Regions from separate parts of the Nothobranchius furzeri genome. Here region 1 is linked to region 2. A link is a contact called in public Micro-C data. All regions are on one chromosome and are shown on one strand. The core of a region is the stretch at or near the end of the contact, and the rest is flanking DNA. Distances in the headings are between cores, read along the strand shown.

Evidence for each region. A called contact is a pair of places that touch in the nucleus more often than the background predicts.
Region 1: a Micro-C map of tail fin shows a contact between it and region 2, with 15 times the contacts expected there. The contact joins the enhancer-like site here to the promoter of si:ch73-103b11.2 in region 2. A contact is called at or near these places in 2 of 2 Hi-C or Micro-C datasets (skeletal muscle and tail fin).

Annotation. Positions count from the first base shown.
Region 1 is chr16:32,038,951-32,046,215 of NfurGRZ-RIMD1, reverse strand. si:ch73-103b11.2 (early endosome antigen 1) reads right to left here. Exons shown (of 25, transcript XM_015963427.3): 4 at 5,814-5,965; 5 at 4,718-4,802. Among protein-coding and RNA genes, the nearest start is that of prr35, 40 kb to the left of the region's middle. Within about 2 kb of position 5,670, at least 1 of the 3 cell types and tissues checked has an H3K27ac peak or open chromatin away from gene starts, as enhancers often do. A contact at or near this core is called in tail fin, where this site is marked.
Region 2 is chr16:31,990,140-31,997,063 of NfurGRZ-RIMD1, reverse strand. si:ch73-103b11.2 (early endosome antigen 1) reads right to left here and starts at 3,567. Exons shown (of 25, transcript XM_015963427.3): 1 at 3,216-3,567; 2 at 804-881. The coding sequence starts at 3,335. It overlaps LOC139063451 (actin-binding LIM protein 1-like), which reads right to left. Exons shown (of 5, transcript XM_070545308.1): 2 at 6,841-6,924; 3 at 5,973-6,047; 4 at 5,522-5,602; 5 at 5,043-5,384. The coding sequence ends at 5,271.

The DNA of each region.
Region 1 (7,265 bases), core at 4,421-6,920, 47 kb before region 2:
CCTAGAGATGAATAGTTACAGATAAAAATGTAAGTTAGCTGAGGTACAGCCATGTTTGTGTTTTCTAATGTTGATTAGCTGTGGCAGTCATTTTGAATGGGGCTGACAAAAGTTAATTAGTTGAACATGAACATCCAACGCTAACTTTCTGAGAGTTTCATTAAAAACCTGTTCGGCATCTTGAGATATTTTGCAAACACAACAGACAAATGAACACCCACACCCACACACAGGCAAAAACATTCCCCTGCCTTTTGGCTGGGACAATGACCAACAAGTTCTCAGAGCACTGATCTGGCCTTTTATGTCCCCATTACAGTTTTAAATGTGTGCTAATCTAGCTACTAATTCACTGTAAGAGTCTTTTAAATTTGCCATTGAGATAAACGAGGCAGGAACTGACACGACTCAGATGATAACCTATCATTAAAAACACAATTGACACCAAACACAGAATAGTCCATCACGTCTATACACAGGAAGAAGTTATGGGTGTAAAATAACAAAAAACAAGAACAATGGGGTCAAATGGCCCACAGTGAAGGTTGAAACTGTGTCACTATTATTTCTTTACAAATGAGCCTGTTTGTGCAAGCCAGCCAAGGTCAGTGTTATTCAGGGTGCCGTCATTAGAGAAACCAGACAACGAACCTTAGACAATGTTCTGTATGCTCACCAGAAATTTGGCTTGGCCTCAAATAGGAGGTAGGGGAAGGGGAAATGTGTTCCCTACAGTGGGTGGTCTGCATTATATTATATCATATGACTACATTTAGCAGTTAAACCACTTTTATGGTAATAGAGTCTCAATTTATTCCTTACAAGGGAGAAATCTAACTTTGGTGCTTGTGAGTTAAGAGTTCTGTCTCTTGTGTAGTTTGTGTGTCTGAATGATGCATTGCTCATGTATCAGGCTGTTGAATGTTACTGTAATGTAATTCTCTTTGGCACACATATTTTAAGGTTAGAAATGTACCCCCATTTTGCATTGTTAATCTAAAAGCTGACTTTTGTGTGGAGATTTGTCAGTTTTCCCCCAAATTACTTGTCAGGGTCAGTTCATAAGAAGCATAATTTGATGTTGGAGACCAAATCTTAAAGTCTGTTCTTACATGCTCCCCAACATACAGAAAATAACCCTAACTAGGGCTGCACGATATTAGGAGAACCTGTGATATTCGATAACAATGATTAATATTGCGATGACAATACTCCTTACGATAAATAAAAACTCAGGAACAAAGGTAATCAAAAACAAAATAAATAAAAAATTCTTAAAAATGAGAAAAGCTAAAGATGTGAGGACAGGGAAAAAGAAAAAGAAAAAGAAAAGGCAATCAGTGGATCCCGGGAAAAGCAGAATCAACAAAAAGAGCAGAGCAAAGCTAACTCAGGTGTTTGCTTACCATCAAAATTAAGTGCCGTCCGCCTTGGGGACGGGCATCTAACCTATGAGAACCCACCCATTTGGCCCAATGGGTGAAGAGTTCTATTTGATTTGTTAAAAAACATCATGCTTCCGTTTGATTGACAGAATGCATTATGTGTAGCAAACATTTGAGCTGACCATTCATTGCGATATTTACCTGTTCTTTGCGATATGCATATTGCACATGCTGATATCGTGAAAATGACATAATTACGATATATTGTGCAGCCCTAACCCTAACATGCAAAAAAATAAAAAATAAAAAATAAATAAACAACCCCAACCCTAACAAACAGTCAGAAAATACCCTTAACAGAAAATAGCCTAAACCCTAACAAACATACAGGTCTTTCTCAAAAAATAAGCATATTGTGATAAAGTTCAATATTGTCTGTAATGTACAGATAAACATTAGACTTTCATATATATTAGATTCATTACACACAACTGAAGTAGTTCAAGCCTTTTATTGTTTCTAATATTGATGACGTTGGCGTACAGCTCATGAAAACCCAAAATTCCTATCTCAAAAAATGTGCATATCATGAAAAGGTTCTCTAAATGAGCTATTAACCTAATCATCTGAATCAATTAATTAACTCTAAACACCTGCAAAAGATTCCTGAGGCTTTTAAAAACTCCCAGCCTGGTTCATTACTCAAAACCGCAATCATGGGTAAGACTGCCGACCTGACTGTTGTCCAGAAGGCCATCACTGACACCCTCAAGCAAGAGGGTAAGACACAGAAAGAAATTTCTGAACGAATAGGCCATTCCCAGAGTGCTGTATCAAGGCACCTCAGTGGAAAGTCTGTGGAAAGAAAAAGTGTGGCAGAAAACGCTGCACAACGAGAAGAGGTGACCGGACCCTGAGGAAGATTGTGGAGAAATACCGATTCCAGACCTTGGGGGACCTGCGGAAGCAGTGGACTGAGTCTGGAGTAGAAACATCCAGAGCCATCGTGTACAGGCGTGTGCAGGAAATGGGCTACAGGTGCCACATTCCCCTAGCCTGGCAAGCCAGACTAAATAAATGTATTATTTAGTCTGGCAATGCGCATGCTACTGGACAAGGAATGTGACATCCTCTTGTTTCACTCTGTTGCATCATCCCACTCACCAGGCATATAGAGTGCCCTGATTGGTCCACAAAGCGGATGAAGCTCTGTGATTTGTTCACTAAGCAGATAGAGCACTATGATTGGCCCACCATTATGGACCAATCACAGCTCTTAATGTGTTTGAAACCCCTCTAGAGAGCGGTGATTGGCCAGCCAGAATGCTGTTGGGGCTGCAGAGGTTCCAGTGGAGCATTCCTAGACCAAACTTTGCAAAGCAAGAATTTGGTCTAGTTCACTAGGCTAACATTCCCCAGGTCAAGCCACTTATGAACCAGAAACGGCAGCAGAAGTGCCTGACCTGGGCTACAGAGAAGCAGCACTGGACTTTTGCTCAGAGGCCCAAAGTACTTTTTTTGGATGAAAGCTAATTTTGCATGTCATTTGGAAATCAAGGTGCCAGAGTCTGGAGGAAGACTGGACAGAGGGAAATGCCAAAATGTCTGAAGTCCAGTGTCAAGTACCCACAGTCAGTGATGGTCTGGGTGGTCTGGGGTGCCATGTCAGCTGCTGGTGTTGGTCCACTGTATTTTATCAAGGGCAGGGTCAATGCAGCTAACTATCAGGAGATTTTGGAGCACTTCATGCTTCCATCTGCTGAAAAGCTTTATGGAGATGAAGATTTCATTTTTCACCATGACCTGGCACCTGCTCACAGTGCCAAAACCACTATGTTTACTGACCATGGTATTACTGTGCTCAATTGACCTGCCAACTCTCCTGACCTGAACCCCATAGAGAATCTGTGGGATATTGTGAAGAAAAAGTTGACAGACGCAAGACCCAACACTCTGGATGAGCTTAAGGCCGCTATCGAATCATCCTGGGCCTCCATAACACCTGAGCAGTGCCACAGGCCGATTGCCTCCATGCCACGCCGCATTGAAGCAGTCATTTCTGCAAAAGGATTCTCGACCAAGTATTGAGTGCATAACTGAACATAATTATTTGAAGGTTGACTTTTTTGTATTAAAAACACTTTTATTTTATTGGTCGGATGAAAAATGCTAATTTTTTGAGATAGGAATTTTGGGTTTGCATGAGCTGTACGCCAAAATCATCAATATTAGAAACATTAAAAGGCTTGAACTACTTCAGTTGTGTGTGATGAATCTAATATATATGACAGTCTAATGTTTATCGGTACATTACAGACAATAATGAACTTTATCACAATGTGCACATTTTTTGAGAAGGACCTGTACAGGAAATAAGTGTTGATAAAACTGTTGGTAGTATGACGATAAAACAAAGTACAGAAAATATTTGTTTTGTTGATATTCAATACTAGGGCTTTATGAAATCCATTATACTTTTTTCCTAAGATATGCTTTTATTTTTCTGCATGCTGCTATTCCATTCCAAATATATTTATTATTCTAAAAATGTGTAATTATATAAGAATTGCATAAGAATTTAACAACTTTGTAGCCTTTGAATTCAAATTGTACCTTTCCCAAGTTTAACAAAGTCCTGGGGTTCAGCAGAGCATGAGTGCTTTTGCAAGAGCTACAAAAGTTCGTACTCATCTGTCACTTACTGGTCTGAGCAAAATTAGGTGTCACTGTATTTTTTAGTCATTAGGAACAACAAAAGATGAGGTGGGATGAGGTCACAGAGACGAGTGGGACAGGGAACGTGGTGGACGGTGTTTATGCTAAGAGTTCAAAAAAGTTCACAGACACCAGACTTGAAAACGCAGTCAAAACACAGACTAAACGAGTGATGATGATGATGACAAATATTAAGGTTTATGGAAGCATAATATGATGAAGGGATTAGAGACTGGAACAGGTGAATTAACCAGTTGGTTGGCCAGTGTTCCCTTCTGTGGTGCAAGTTTCAATGCATTACTTTTAACAAAATCAAGTCTACAATAAAGATCAGTCTGTAGCGTAAATGCAGAACAAGAAAATGTATTTGAGAAAAATGCTAATAAACATTTATTTGAACCTATATAAAATCAGTGTTAGTCCAAACACACACTGCTGTGTTAACTGTTGTTTCTGTCGAAGGTTACCGAGTGGAACAAAAAGAATCTGAAAATCTTCCTAAAACAAAGAAAGAGCTCTATAAGCAGAGCCTTCAGCCAAGTTTGGCTGTTCATTACTTTTCCTTGTTTTGGGAGAGAAGAAATAAAATGTCATTGTGGAAAAGATGAGTGAATTACCTGGTGAGAGGGAGGATCAACTTTACGTTTTTTCTTCTGGTTCTGCTTGTTGGTCCTGGGGTACACAGACAGAACTTCCTGCCACCTGTGTGTTACAAAGTAGACTCTGTTATCTGAACTCCCAAAAATAATAAAACCAACTTGGTACTCAGAATGGATTTATACACATGGTTGTCCAAAGACTAAAATCAAACCATAAATGCCTGCTGATAAAATGCACAATGTTAATGCACAAATATTGAATGTTAATACCATAAAAGAATACTTATCTAAGAATTTACTTACTAACGTTAAATAATTCTTTTAGACACTCGTAGACAAAAGCACTAAAATAAACAAGTGACTGTGGAACAAAGCACTGATCAAACATGCTTTTGTTCGACACACCCACCCAGCAAAGAGCTCGGAGTCTTTGGTGTAAAGAGTCACACTCAAAGCTGTCATAGATGCAGCCATGTGACGCATTTTAAAATGAAAATGTGCTCGGACTGCATGGTTTTCATAATTCAATAATGGGTTAATAGACATTTAAAAGAAACGCATAAAATCAAACACGGAAACATCAAAATATTTTTTATTGCTTCAGGTAATGACAACCTTTAGAGGACAAGTATGGCGGTCTGAAGCAACACATGGAGGCCAGATGATAGGAGCGTAGGAGGTGTTTGGTGATGGAGCAGGTAACATAATGAACAGTGGGTGTTGTGAGTCACTGTTCTCCAAGAATAGCCATTACATGTAAGCTACAGCCACAGAGGGAGAAAGCAGCTCAGACAAGCAGAGAAAACTGGACTATGAAGATTAGAGGTTGTGTATTGTGATCTGTGTCTAAAAGTCTGAAGATTTATAATAAATACAAAGAGAGCAGCAGGGAGAGGAAACTTCAAGAATGTGCACTGTCACCAAGTGAATTACAACTCAGTGAAACGCACAGCTGAAAGCTTACAGCAGGGGGCAGAACCGTCATGGCTGGAGGACAGATTCAACACAACTTCTGCTTCAGCTTACTTTTATCTAAAATACTACATGTACTAGCAAAATGCATTTCCAAGTTTAATAATAACAGTGCATAGTAGTTGTCATGGCAACCTCTTACCCATTGATGATTTCTTTGCACTCAGCCCTTATGAAATGCTCTTTATCAGGTGTGAGGATGCACAGAGAATTCTTCTGACCCGTCCTGGACTCGCCGTCGATGACATCCGAGCACTGGTTCATATTGATCGTACCCTGGGGTAGAGTGCTAGGCTGGAGGATCACAACACACACACACACACACACACACACACACACACACACACACACACACACACACACACACACACACACACACACACAAGTGTTGAGTTGAGAAGTGAACAGACGGGTCCTCGAGACTCTCCACATGGTGTGCCTCGTCACAAAAGCAGAGCCAAGCTCAACACAGAATGATGTAACAGTCTGTTCACTGGCAAAATGTTCCTGCTGGAGCTCACGTTAAAATTTTGCAATGTCTAAAATAAAGTTTCTACATAAACTACATTATTTGTGCATTATTTTAAAGGATGCACTATAAGCACAAAGACATAGACAGGAAAACTACTATGAAAGTAAAGTTTGGGGCCATAATCTCAACTCTATCCTTGACACATACACTTATGCACTGTAGGGGCAGCAGTAGCTCAGGAGGGAAAGCGAGTCGTTCAGTAATCGGAGGGTTGTAGGATCAATCCCGTCTCCATGCAGAGAGAGCTGCTGTTGTGTCCTTGGGCAAGACACGTTGCCTGCTGGTGGTGGGTGGAGGGAACGGTGATGCCTGTACTCAGCAACCTCTCCTCTGTCAGTGTGCCCCAGGGCAGCTGTGACTACACACACCAGTGTGTGGATGTGTGTGTGAATGGGTGAATGATACATTGTAGTGTAAAGCACTTTGGAGTCCTCTGACTCTGACGGGTGCTATACAAGTGTGGGTGATTTATCATTATATCATTACAAATAAAACTGCATAGAACATGCCACAATGATGACGAGACAGCAAATGCAATGTCAAACAAGGCTAGGTAATCAAACTTCATGGATTTTGCAGTCTGAAACAACAGAAATGTAATCTAGAATGTGTGATATATTTTACTCAGATGTTGGTTTTCTTGGAAACACTAAAAAGGAAGGTTTTGTTGAAAAAGCAAGAATAAAGGGCTGCAAACTACTGAAGAACAAAGAAGAAGCGGGCAGTCATCTGAGCTTGTGAGTTGTGAGTGTCTCTGAAACCTTCTACCACCCTACTCCGACAGGACCCTAGAGAATATTTTGCCTCTATAAAGACCTTCATTCTTTTAACTGCATTCAGTATGCCGCTTTGTGTGGTTGAGACTAACACTTGTAACTTTCCACCTCCACAGAAATGTGCAAGCTTCTATAAGTTAATGTAGAATCCCACGTTATAGGGAGACCACACGCGCTCTAAGAAATCACGTCTTCATGGTCACAACAAGCAAGTAGGTTTGCTTTCGGGAAAGCTGCTCACACACTCTTTGATGATGACATTTATACCCAACCAAAGTCTCACACA
Region 2 (6,924 bases), core at 2,318-4,817:
CATCTCTGCTGACCTGTCCTGGTCTGCCAACACCAGAGCTCTGGTTAAAAAGGCTCAGCAGCGGCTGCACTTTCTCCGGGTCTTGAGAAGGTGTGGCCTGGATCAGAAAATGCTGCTGGCTTTCTACCACTGCTCAGTGGAGAGCACCTTCACCTACTCCCTGAGTGTGTGGTATGCAGGCTCCACTGCTGAGGACAGGAAGGCTGTTCAGAGGACAATAAACACTGCCCAGAGGATTATTGGCTGCACCCTGCCATCCCTGGAGGCCATCTCCAGAACCTGCTGCCTAAAGAGAACCGCTGCTATCCTCCGTGACCCCACCCACCCTGCCCACTGCCTGTTTGAACTGTTGCCCTCAGGGCGCCGCTTAAGGTCAGTTAAATAACATACCACCAGACTTTCCAACAGCTTCTTCCCTTGGGCCATCAGAACATTCAACACAACAGCACCATTCAACCCCCCACAGCCCCATCAGTAATGTGGACTAATCTGTTTTAAATCATTTTAAATTATTGTTTTAGCAGATCCAAATCACTGGTTGTACTTTCTTGTTGTTGCTAAATGTTTTTAAATTGTTTTTAGTCCTTTATGGTTTTCACATTTATTGTCATTTATTGTCTTGTGCACTGTTGATGGCGGACCATCTGTAATTTAATTGCCATGAGCAATTACAATAAAGTCTATTCTATTCTATTCTAATTATCAACGTAATTAATTATGATGTCAACTCATGGCAGTGCTGGATGAGACAGAACTACAGCCTTTTAAGAACAGTTTTAAATTGAGTGAGCATGAACACTTACCCGAGATCTGTGTAAGGGATTGTCAAAATTTGTTCCCTCGGGTGCTAGTAGCAACCATCCTGCATATGTAGGTTTTGCCTGGAGAAAGAGAAAGAGAGAAATACATAAACCATTCCCAAGATTAAATGCTGCCACAATGCTGTAACATTAGCATTTTGATCAGTTTCAGTTGCTCACATTCTAATGTGCAGCAGCCCCAAACAACTTTAAATATTAGCAGCAATAATAATCTAGTGCCGTTAAATTCTGGTTCTGGTTGAGATAAAAGTTGGCTACATTTTCTGGTTGGCTGTATTCCAGAGCAGCATGTTGCCCTGAACTGGAAAAAAGAAAAGCCTAACACACATGATTCTTTTCTCTAATCCTGTCAGTGGGAAGAGCGGTGAGTGGGAGGAGGAAGCAAGAGGCCGAAGTTAAACAAGAAAAATAGTGGCTGACAACTAGAGAAGTAGCACAAATCTTGGGGAGTTTTGTGGCCACAGATTTGCAAGTCAAACGTGTAGTGAGAGACGCAAGATGGCCTGGCAGCCTGGGCTTTCTCAAACTGTTCTGGAACATACTTGAACAGTGGCCACAGCAGTAGTCAGCACTTGTTTGCTGTGTGGAAGAAAGAAAAAAAAAAGAAACCCTGGGTGTGCATGACTATGTACTGAAGTACAAGTGATGTTTACACTAAAATCCTGACTAAACCTAAAGAGCTTAACAAATCAACCCTCTTACATAATCCACTTGCATTTCCCGGTCTATAGAACAGCCGTTAGATCAAGCTGTGGAGCTCTGACATTTATAGCCCACTGGCACCTCTCTTTCTATGGGTTTGATTAGTTATAACTTACCATATAAAAGGCTAGACACATGGCACCATAAGATCCTCTGTCATTTTCATTACAAGTGCATTTCTCAGCTGAAGTGAGGTAAATAACTTTAATTGCCAGAAATATTTGATAAAAAGTCCAAAATCTTGACTTCAGACAATTGAGAGGTTGAACAGACTCAATAGAAAACACTCACACACATAAAAACATGAAAATGGCAACAACTGTTTGAGAAAGAAAAAAATACTGAGGGATTTTGTGGAAAACAAGCATTTAAAAAAAGACTATACACAGTTTGGAAAAAATAACTCTCCTCACATGACTTGACAGGAGCCCAAATGGCAATTCCTCCAGACAGAGGAATAAGTGAGATCAATGTAGGTCGGTTTTCACCCTTCAGTGGCTAAAAGGATTCATTGGAATATGCTGATCTGTGTTCATTTTACAACAGCTCCAGCCTCTAATTCCCTTTGATCACACAAGACCGTGTCAATGACGAATCAGAAAGGCAAATCAGGTGAAAGATGTCATGAAATAAACCATGCAAGCACAACTGCATCCTTTTGCTGTAGAATTATTTTAAGAATAAAAGTGATGTCATGAGCAATCTCACAAAATCTTGTATGATCTGTTGCTGCTATATGTTTTTGAAGTTTTTCAGCTACTACCACATTCATCCCAGTACAGCTAAAAATAATCAGGTTTGAACCAGTTTTGTTTTTGCTAATGTTGATTAGCTATGATAGCCATTCAGAATGGGGCCATATTCAGAGGTTAATCTGTTGCAGATGTAGATTCATCCAGTGTTTCATCGTATCTAACATACAAGATGACATGATAGACTTCAGATAATGCCCATGTTGGATGCCACTACAGTGTTTAGGTCATGGAGGATGTGTTACAGGTGACCATCAGCTACTAACGCACCAAATTTGAGCTTAATATCTATATAATTGACCGTGTTTGTGTCATTTTTGGGGTGTGCTATGTCAGTTAGCTGTAATGGTCGACTCCAATAGTTAGTCAACTGTGTACGTACGTCAACTTATCCTTTATTATCCTGTAAGTTATGAAACATTTTGCAAACATAAGGCAAAAAAACATGATTTTCATCTTTGACTTTAAGAGAGAGACATCATGGCCAACCTATTCTAATGAATGACTGCCAGAGCTGTGTACAATATGTAGTCATAACAGAGTAGACGTCTGCTTGTCAGAAAAAGAATAAAGGACAGGAAAGCCACTGATCAACATAAAGAACAGTGAGAACAGTGTGAGTTGACACCTGGGGGCTGACAAAAGACCTTTGTGAGTCAAAAATACACAACTTCTATAAACAAAAAAGAAGCATATGACTAAGGTAAACAGCTAAACAAGAGAAATGACTAAGATAGAGGTCACAGTATGTTATATTGCTGCAAAAAGTAAGATGGAGGCTTAGATGTGCATGAAACGTGCATGAAACGATGTCATATGAGCCCTTGGGGTGTTAACCAATTACGTCCAATTAACATCGCCTTTGCACTTAACTGTCCAACAACTCGACCACTTCAAACGTAGCCCTGACACAATAATAACAAGTAAAGGTGACGCTCACCTGATTCAAGTCTTCGTCGTTCAGCAGATGTGATTCTCTTGGTTTGAAGCAGTTCTGACATTTGCTTTTGTTGAAGATGTTGGCCTGAAACTTCCGACAAGCGTTTTCTTTTAGGGACATGGTCAATGACTGGAAAGGGCCAAACTTTGAGCAGAAAAGTCCTTTTAAACAAAATTCGCCTTCCGAAGAACAAAAACAAAACAGAAAAACTTTTAAACGCGTAAATATTTACGTTAAAAGAAGGTAAAGCGAGTGGAGCCCATTAGCAAGTTGCGCCGTTCACCTGCCCCGAGTCTACCGAGGCTGTTACCTCTCGTTGGGTGGCATCAACGACGGTCATCCTGCGCGTGAAGCTGTCTCGTGCAGCAAATGTTGAGCTGTCAACTTTTTCTCTACAAGCCTTGAAGAGTTGTCAAATAAGTGGTTTTACACACTCGTGTGTCCACAGTTCGATCTCAAAAACGTCCTGCGTCGAGTTGTCCCTGCTTCACAGGTGACACCCCGGGCCTCCAGCTCGCTGCGAGGGTCCCATCAGCCTCCATCGGGCGGAACGGCTCGAACCGAGGAGAGGGGGGTCCGCTTTGGCCCCTCTCTGTCAAACAAGTGAGCCCGCAATCATTATCGTTCAACCTAACCCTCCTATCGTCTTTCTTTACGCTCAAACATGGCTGTAAAACTTTAGAAACGCCATCGACGTGGCTGTCACGCCACCGGATCCATCGCGTCGCTGTCCCGCTGCTCTCGCTGGCCGTGGCTACGCAGTCTGCGGTCGATGTTTTCGTGAAAATCTTCGTTTGGGCAGAACTTCCAGTCCGTGAAGAGCCGGGGAGGGGCTTTTGAGGAGTGACAGCGTTTCAGCCAATCACGTCTACGAGCACGGCTTATCTGACCAATAGATAGCTTCCAAAGGTCTAATGTTTTCATTGAAAGCTAGGTGGGCTTTAAAGAGCCCACAAGAGCAAATTAACTCCAACGCAATATTGCTAAATATGCTATCAAGACTAGTTAGAGCAAATTTTAGATTGTGTTTGTTTGTTTGTTTGCTTAGGGATGTGTTACTTGTTAATAACCAACAAAGATGGGCTAAATAGCGAATAATGAAAGGACACGTACACATACAAATGTGCCTTGATAAGATATATGCTAAGGCCAGGGTCAGGAGCACAAAAGAGGTCAGTTTACAATGCTTTCACTGCTTCTTCACGGTGTTTAAAAAATAAGACGTCACCGATGCAGATGACCGTTGATGGACTGTGGATTTAAAGCTCCAGCGCGCTCCCTGTTGGTGTAAAAATGCAATGGTTGGAAAACAACAACAAGCTTTTATTGCATCTTTATGAGTTTTCCTTTGTGGCTAGTTCACCTCAATCAGATTGAACCTTTGAATAAATAAGTTCTTTACAAATCATTTAGAAAGGTTTTTATTTAAGGTAGTTGACGTACTGGTGATGAAACAGCAAATTGCAAGGTACATAAGTCATCACATTTACAGCAAACAAACTTAAGCACTTGTGATTTCTTCTGGAATATAATCAAACACATTTCTGTGATTATCAATCCATAGAGAGAGAGAGAGAGAGAGAGAGAGAGAGAGAGAGAGAGAGAGGAATTAAACTTTAATATTTTATCATAAAAACAGACCAACCAATTAAGTCTAGCAGAACACACTGTGTGCTGTGATTTGAGTGCCTTAACCTAAAACTCATCAAGTGGTTCCACATAACTTAGTTTAATCTAAAAATGAAGCTAAATAGAATAATACAAAATAAAATAAGCTCAGTGGACAGTTGCAGGAAGGCGGTTAAGATCACAATAAAATATCAGCAATAAAAAGATGGACAAACTCAAATAATTACATAAATTCTACCTCGTTCACCAAAACTACAAAATGTTCTATGTGAACGTCATTTCTGAGAAGTAAAATCAAGATGAGTTCTCACGTTCGCAGGTCCGTCAGCGTTTTTGCTTCAATGTGTAATATGTTATTTTCTCATGTAAATCACTGCAAATCCCAGTTTTCATTTCCCAGAGGAACGGCTGGAATTAGGCTGGTTTTTAGAAAAGATCTGCTTTCTTCTTCATGTCGTTACGTTTCCAAAATGGGAGTCTGTCGAATTCTTGGATGTGCATCCCAAAGATCTCAAAGAATGAATCTGGGGAAAGGTGACGCTGGAGAAAAAAGCCAGGTCCACGTGGTTTTAACATCAACAAAATCCTTTCCTGCATATATTTGCTTTTATAGTTCACCAGAATGTTTGCAACACATATTAGATATGTAGCATGAGGTGAATTACAATTTTTTTTACCTCCAGTCGTGTCCGGTCCACATCCTTGGGAAGCTTCACTCGTGCTCCGTTTGTAACTGTGAGTGTTTTATATGGGTAGACCTTCAGGGATCAAACACAGATTGATTTGTAGCTGTAATCTTTCTTGGAAGAGTATTTTTATAAAGACATGTTACAAAATAGCTTCACGCAGGCAACAGCTTCTAAACAAAAATCAAGTAAAGCACATACATAGCAGCTAAGACAGTTAAAGCATCATGAAATGTAGAAAAATATACTCTCAAGTCTAGATGCTTCTGAGCCAGTTTATTAAAAGACTCTCAGACATGGTGAAAGGTGATTTAACTGACCTCAGAACAGTTATTAATGTTGAAGTTCAAGCTGCAACACCGCCCACAGAACCTTGTTTTATTATTTATTTTTTGCAGGAAATCAGTAATCATATCCAATAAAACAAATAAGTGGTACTTGCTTTTGTCTCCAACAAATTAGGCATAGAAACTCCTCTGTCCATTCGTGAAAATGGAAGGTGATCGTCATGGGTGAGCTACACAACGAAGCAAACACATGCAGAAACACACACAATCCTGGTTAATCTCTACAAGACAAGCGGGGACAAGTTAGGGTAATTAAGCCTACTGAATGTTTTTCTTTTCCTCCTTGCAACTAGAAGGTTATATATTCATGTCCTTGTTGCAACTCATTCAGCGTTCCTTTCAGTTGCACTGAATTTATTTATTTTATATACATTCGTTTGCATAAAAATATTAATTTAGTTGTTGAAAATGTGTTTTAAAGGTGTGGAACTCTGATTTAACCAATACATTTGCAGTGGTCTCTAGTTGGAATGAATATCTTGTAAGTCAAACTCTGGGGAAACAAAACTGCGGTGCACCAATTTCAGGAAGTGTGAGCCAGAGCTGAGCTTCAGACGGCAGGATTTGAGGTGTTCCTCAATGTCAAGGCACCTGACCTCGCAAGGCGATTTCTTATGAGACCAGGCGCTTTACTTACGAGGACACTGTCCTTCCTTGGTCAAAGAAAATGGTTAAATCGAACAGACTTGCATCACATGACCACTGCTTCCTTGGTGGTCATATGACGTCACGCTACACAGGAGATAACGTTAAATTTTACACGTGTGAGTTTCAGTATAAATATGTAACGAGCCTTTTACTTTTTAAATTGTGTACATATTGGTTAAATTAAATATGTAAGCGAGTTACTGCCCTCTAGCAACCGAAGCTGCAACTACTAAGCAACTAACCAACCATAGATAACTGCATTGGCCATAAACAAAGCATTTCAAATACAAAGCCGATAGCTACCATTAGACTTACATTTAAACTTGAAATTTGGCCCAGAAGTAGCTGCTGGCTTCTGATCCGCCATTCTTTTGAATAACCGCGCTGTATTCTGGGAAA